Linked DNA regions of Mus musculus: region 1 is linked to region 2. A link is a contact called in public capture Hi-C data. All regions are on one chromosome and are shown on one strand. The core of a region is the stretch at or near the end of the contact, and the rest is flanking DNA. Distances in the headings are between cores, read along the strand shown. Region 1 holds the start of Glp1r (glucagon-like peptide 1 receptor). Region 2 holds the start of Tbc1d22bos (TBC1 domain family, member 22B, opposite strand).

Region 1 (3,473 bases), core at 802-3,301, 1.3 Mb after region 2:
CCTGAAGGGAATGCTGATTCTATTCAGGTTGACAAACAAGGTTAGCCCTCATACTCAAAGCCAGTATGGTTAGGTATATTAAACCCTGATGGTCCATGTAGGATACCCTTCACCACTCCAGAAGTCTGTGAAGGATGCTTCTGACTGTAGTTCTTTACCTTTACATCAGAATCAGGAGCCCAAGTAAAATTTTCTTCAAAATGTTCTTAGACTTGCTGGACAGTGGTGGCGCACACCTTTAATTCCAGTACTTGGGAGGCAGAGGCAGGTGGATCTCTGTGAGTTCAAGACCAGCCTGATCTACAGAGTGAGTCCTAGAATAGCCAGGGCTACGTAGAGAGAGCTTGTCTAACACAACAAAACACAGTGCTCAGTCTGTGGAGTGGTGTTATTAGCTATAAAAAGCAGAATAACGAAAGGTACATTGCTTAACTGTGCCTGTGACAGCCCAAAATAAAAAGTACCTTTTCCAGCCTCTCTTGAAACTAGGGATGGCCATGTGACTAAATTCTGATGAGCAGGTGGGGAATTGATGATTGCTGTCTTCAGGACAGGTCCCTCTGGGCAATCAGCTGGTCCTTCCCTGCAGCTGGACTTTTGATGTCCTGATTGGTTCTAAAGCGAGCCACTTCGGGTCATTTAGGTAGATGCTGGTACCAGAAAAGCGAAAAGATCTGGAGACCTTGATGAGCAGAGAATGGCTACTCACTCCAACCTGGGCTGAAGTTCCAGCTTTGCTTTCCGTAAAAGCCCTAGTTAGATCATTTATTTGGATGGATGGTCCTGACAGCTAAACAGCCAAGCCTGTGTGGCACACAGGGGGAACCTGCTTGACCTCAGGCTGGGGCTAAAACAAGGGACTCAAAGGCAGAGCTCACCAGAAGGGAGCTTCTCTCTCTGAGTGGAGCGCGCTCCGCACCTCTCTTGGCTGTCTCCCTCCGCGGGATTGAGCACTGGATGTATAGACCCACTTCCTGCAGGACTTTGGGAAGTTCTGTAATCTCTAAGAGTTGCAGCTATGCATCCAATCTCTCTTCTCTTCCAGAATGGTCCAGACTAGCCCTAGGCAGGTCCAGGGCTGAGTAGAGCCACACCCAACTTCCTTATACTAGTTCATGGTGGGGGGGGGGTGCATCCTCTTGCCTTCCTCAAGAGGTTAGTGGTACACCTCGGCTTGCCTGTCCCACTTATTAACTCACAGAAGAGGTAGGAGTCTGGAGCTCTCCCGACCTGTACTGCAGCCAAGGGCAAAGGTGTGGTGTAGGAAGACAGACTGAAGTGCATAGGGTAAGCTAGTCAGGGCACACATTGTAGCAGGCCCAGGGACAGCAAGGGGTGGACAGGGAACATTTGGAAAGTTCTAGAAAAACAGAATCCAGCCTCAACCCTCTTCACCCTGCAATTTCTAAAGTTTTAGATAGAAAGGACCCTAAGGACTCTTCTGGGATCTCTTGTCCTGATCCCTACCACCTTGACTGCTGTGCAGGCCCAGAAGGCTGGGCTTGGGATGAGGAGAGGATTGGGGAAGTAGGTGGCACCCAACTAGTCCGATCTTTCTTCCCTAGTAACTAGCAGCTTGTGGGATACTTTCCAGAAGTCTGACCAACACTATGACCTTGTACCAATCCTACACCTTTCCTGGCCTCAGTTTCCTTTTGGAAGCACTGACTCGGTGGGGGCGTGGCTTTCCTTAGTTGAGGGGGAGCCAGGAGGAGATCGGGGTGCGGGGGTGGGAGGCGGGCTCCACTGGTCGCAGCGAGCTGGCCAGGCGCAGGCACCACAGGCGCTCAGAGCTAGAAGCTCCGCTCCTGCGGCTCTTAAACCTGAGTGGAGCCCGCGGGGAGCACAGCGCCGAACATCTCCTGGCCCGGGACGCTGGAGGCCGGTCTGGCCCCGGGCCTCCTGAAACCCAGGCGGAAGAGGACAGGGACCCCGCCCGATCCCTCCTGCGGACGGGCGGGGCGGCCCCACGCCAGCTCCTCCCCCCGCAGCCCGGCAGGGATCAGTCGCGGCGCGCGGTTCCGCAGGTGGCAGCTATGACCCAGTCCTGAGCGCCCAGCCATGGCCAGCACCCCAAGCCTCCTGCGCCTGGCGCTCCTGCTGCTCGGGGCGGTGGGCAGGGCCGGCCCCCGCCCTCAGGTGAGCCCTGGGAACCCCGGTGACAAATGGGAGGGGGACGCTGCGGTGTTCTGCGGGCACAAGAGCTAGCGGAGGGGCTCCTGGACTTGAGCAGAAACTCCGGGACCCCAGACAGGGGAAGTGCAAGGCTCAGGCGAGGAAGAGACAGAGGAGTTGAGGAGTCCAGGTGGGGATTGGACATGAGGTGACTACCCTCATCCTGAAGAGCTGCCTCACTTCTCGGCTCCAGCTGCTCTGTCAGGGCACCAGCTGCCCCAGGGTTGCCCTGCTCTGACTTCTGCGACCCGTCTTTGTCCCTTATTACTTTCCCAACTCCTTTTCCAAACCCACTGGCACTCTGCCTTCCCTCTGTACTCAGAACCCCTGCGGTGCCTTCCCCTGCACTCCTCCTGGGCTTCCTTGTGTATGGGGTACCCAGGAAGCTCTAGAGGACCGAAGGGGCCTGGTTGTAGAAATGCAGCTTCCTCCCATCACCTCATCACAGTCTTTGACTCATAGCCCCAGGGACCCTGCAGCCTGTTGTCCTTCCTGATGACCTCCCAGGTGGCACTGACTTGCCACCTCCACCCCAGCCTCTGCAGCAAACATGCAGCAGGTTCCCTGTTTCTTCTGGATCAGCCAGGCCCTCTCATACACTCGGCTAATACCCATCCTAGACCCCCTTGGATTAATAACCCACCAGAAAGAATACCGAGGGTCACCGGAACATCCAACCTCCTTGGTGTCGCCAAAGACTAGGTCGCAGCTGGACTCTTGTGGGCTCTTCTCTGACTCTCTCTGACCTGCCTGTGAATCCTGCCCCAGGCTCCTGCCCTGGCCATGATGGCCAGCTGCTTGTATGGAGGGCGGTTGTTCAAATGTGCCAGGATACCCTTGCATAGAAGAGGCCCAAGGCTGGGCAGTGTTCCTATAGAAGGGAGTACTTTACACATCATGTCTTGTGTCCACCTCCAGAGCTAAAGGGCTTAACCGTTGGGGAGTGGGCCTGCATCCGTTTGAGCTTGGTCTGACATAGGAGGGCACAGACCTCAGCCCTGGCTGAGAACCGAGTTGTGGACAGAGGTGCCTCCCCAGGAAGTGCACTGTCTCAGCTCCCAAACCCTTTCCCAGATTAATCCTCTCCCTGTTCTCCAGGGCCAACTGTCCCCAAGAGATACCTTCCCAGTCTCTGGCACTGCCTCTCTGTTCCCCTGCAGGCCATGGCTTTCCTGGTGACATTGGGATCTTTCCAGCCACAACCGCAGATTCGCTGCTCAGTTCCTTCTTGTGAGGCAGGATGGTGGGGATTTGAGCCTTCTGGTCCTAGGCTGCTGTGGGTCACATTTGCAGATTAG
Region 2 (3,397 bases), core at 410-2,909:
CTCTGAATTTGCTTCACCTTTTGTTTTGCAGAAGAGGACGTGGAGAACTTTGACGTGACCAACTTGTCTCAGGACATGCTGCGAAGCATTGAAGCCGACAGCTTCTGGTGCATGAGCAAGCTGCTGGACGGAATACAGGTGAGCTGCCCCCCGGCCAGGCCCAGCGCTGCCTTGGGCTTCTGCTTCCCTACTGCTCTGCTGTGTGAGGTAGACCCCACACACACTTCCCATCCACCCCCCACCAGCGCACCTCTGCCTCTTCTATTAGCTTCACTAGACAGTGGGCTAGCATCCCTCCGGGGCTGAGAAAATCACTGTGCAGCACTAGCTGTCATTACAGAGGCCCCTGGGCCCTACTGTGTACCCAGATCCTGTGGGCCAACCCCAGGGCAGGCCTCCTCCAGCCTTTCACCATATGCTGCAGTTTTAGGAATCCCTTTGTTTCCAAACACCGTTCCTAGCTGTTAGCCTTGGTGAACTTTTAAAATATATGTTTATTTTACATATACATATATATATATAATATTTTACTTATTTTTATTTTATGTGCTTTGGTATTTGCACACACACACAAACACATACACACACACACACACACACACACACACACATATATGCATCAGTCTGTGTGAAGGTATTGAATTCCCTGGACCTGGAGTTACAGACATTTGTGAGCTGCCATGTGGATGCTGGGAATTGAACCTGGGTCCTCTTGGAAGAGCAGCCAGTGCTCTTAACCAGTGAGCCATCTCTCCAGCCTGTGTATAGGTATGTGCACACGAGTGCAGGTGTTTGGAGGCTGGAAGTGTTGGATCACTGGGATCTGGAGTCTCAGGTAGTTGTGAGCCACTAGGAACCATACCCTGGAAGAGAGTATGCACTCTTGACCACTGAGCCATCTCTCTAGCCCCTGATATACTTTTAATATGCTTCAGGGACTGCAGAGATGGCACTGGGGAGGGAGGTGCCTAGCCTAATCTTGAGCTCCAGTCTCAGTGAGACCCTGTCTCAGAAAGCAAGATAGATGTTTGTGAGGAATGATACCTGAAATCTCCGTGGCCTGGGTAACACACACATGCTGGCACAGGCGCACACGCACATACCAGCAATAACGACAGAGCAGCCTGTCTCTATGAGCTCTGTCTAGGTGTAGAAAGCAGCTGGTTTGGACACTGCTCACCCTGGCTCTGTGTCCTTCACAGGATAATTACACGTTTGCACAGCCAGGGATCCAGAAGAAGGTCAAGGCGCTGGAAGAGCTCGTCAGCCGGATCGATGGTAGGTTGGGAGGATGGGACTTCTCCAGTAGTAGCCCAGGTCCCACCTAAGCTGTGACACTCGGTCCTCCTCGGCTCCCTTCCCAGTCAGTCCTTGTGGCACACTGCCTTGGCATCACTGTCTTCACAGCTCAGCGGGAAGGCTGTGAGCTCTCCCAAGGTCTTTCCACCTCATTCTGTCACCGTGGCCTCAGTTCCCTCTCAGCTCTGCCCCAGCCCCTCCCCTCTCCTTCCCAGTCCACAGCCCTGGTCCAGCCATTTGCTCTGGACACCTTCCTCCTAGAAGGACTTACATTCTCTTCCTTGTCCTCCTTCAAACCGTCATCCTGAGAGGGTTTTCTAGCAGTGTTCTGTCTGTGCCCTTCTGTTGCTGAGCCACCAGTGGCTTCCCGTTGCCTTTGCATGCAGTCTGAGGGTTGACCTTGCCTGTCACATGGTCACATAACAATCCCAGGCTTAACACAGGCTCCCCAAGCCTGGCTGACCTGCTGGGACCTGAATGGGCTGGAAAAGCTCGGCACAGCTCCCTGGGAGGCAGATAGCTGGGAAGAGCAGGTGCTTATAGGAGTGCAGCTTTCCAGCTCTGGCCAGGCAGGCACCTAGGAAGCCCGAGTGACAAGGACACTGTGGCCAGACAGACAGAGAAGGTTAGGAGTTACTCTTCCCTGCAGTGTGAACCTTGCAGGGGGCTCTGTGACCTGAGATCTGTAGGCCAGCGAGCGCATCTTCAGGGCTGCCAGCCACTGTACCAGCCATCTGTGCCTCCCCGTCTCTGCTGTGGGACTTCCTGCCCATCCCTCCTTTCCCTACCCAGTTGGCTCTCTCTCACTCCTTCCCAGGTTCTCTTGGTCATGGGAGCATCCTTGGTTTGTCTTGCTCTTTCATCTTTCCACGACCTAGAGCCTTGGTGTGCACCTTCACGTGCCCCTCACAATAGCTCTGTGCGGGGTAATGGCGTGCTTTCCCTCTGGGCCTCCCTGCCCTGCCCAGCCGCTGGCCTCTATAGTGGGCCAATTGTGAGGCCGTGGGTGTGTAGGGAAGAGGGGAGTAGGAGAGAGTGCCCGCGTCCCGCCAGGGTTCCCATGCTCTGGGCGGGCAGATGGGGGAGGACTGCCAGACACTTTCCACTCGGCCCCGGATGGGCATCTGGCTGTGTGAAGCCACTGACCCCGCATGGCAGGGGGTGGACAAGGGGCAGCTCCTGGTACCAGGTTCTCAGTCTCTGGCATCCCACGCTGGATATGACAGAGGAGCTGAGAACAGAATAGGGGCCCCAGGGCGGCACTCGGCCCCGGAGATAAGGGAAGAGGGCAGGGGAAAGGTGGGTACTGGGTGGTTCCCACGCAGGCAAGAGTCCTTAGTCCAGTCCATGGCTGGAGCGCAGGAAGGCCTTCTGTCGGGAGGTTAGACACGGATCGTTAAGAGAAAGCCTATCCCATCGTTCAAGCACAGCGGGCCTTGTGAGCAGAGACAGTCTATGGTTTTAGAGCTTTGTTGTAGAAAGCCAGGGGGAAAGAGAGAAGGTAGAAAGAGAGAGGGAGAGGCCGGCCATGGTCACAAGGAGAGAAGGGGGAAGAGAAAAAGAGGAAAGGCTAGAGAAGAAGAAAGCTTAAAGAGAGCGAGGAGGGGCCAAGCAGCCCCTCTTATAGTGGGCTGCTATCTTGTTGTTGCTAGGTAACTGTGGAGGAGTCTAGCCAGAATGCCAGAAGCTTGGGACATTGTCTACGAGACTATTAGCCACATGATTCTCTTGTGGGGGTGGTAACTTCGACAGGAGCCAGGGGTCCAGGAGACATGATCAGATGCCTTCCGTCCCATGTAGGTAGAAATTACCACCCATCGGGTACCACCGGGGTTCAAGACCTCAGCTGGACTGGAGACCAGGCTGTCTGTGCATAGCCCATTGCCCCACAGGCCATCATTCCCCTGAGCCTTTCATGCTGTCCTCTTTTGGGGAACTAAATGGCCCCCAGGGCTGGTCATCAGATGGATTCCAGACGGCAAAGTCAGTGGTTTCTTCTGCTGTCTACCTCCTTTTTTTTTTCTGGCCTAGGTAAATAAAGGCATGAAGATTAAAAATAGTGGGGTTTTTAAAAATGTGTACACTGGGCTGTGGAGCT

Evidence for each region. Capture Hi-C pulls out chosen DNA fragments and counts their contacts.
Region 1: a capture Hi-C map of embryonic stem cells shows a contact between it and region 2, with 3 times the contacts expected there. The contact joins the promoter of Glp1r here to the promoter of Tbc1d22bos in region 2. A contact is called at or near these places in 1 of 39 promoter capture datasets (pre-B cells) and 1 of 9 other capture datasets (embryonic stem cells).

Annotation. Positions count from the first base shown.
Region 1 is chr17:30,899,816-30,903,288 of GRCm38.p6, forward strand. It overlaps Glp1r (glucagon-like peptide 1 receptor), which reads left to right and starts at 2,052. Exons shown (of 13, transcript NM_021332.2): 1 at 2,052-2,139. The coding sequence starts at 2,062.
Region 2 is chr17:29,594,646-29,598,042 of GRCm38.p6, forward strand. Tbc1d22bos (TBC1 domain family, member 22B, opposite strand) reads right to left here and starts at 1,660. Exons shown (of 4, transcript NR_045447.1): 1 at 1,571-1,660. Tbc1d22b (TBC1 domain family, member 22B) reads left to right here. Exons shown (of 13, transcript NM_198647.1): 9 at 32-138; 10 at 1,203-1,278. Mir7667 (microRNA 7667) reads left to right here and starts at 893; the gene lies at 893-955.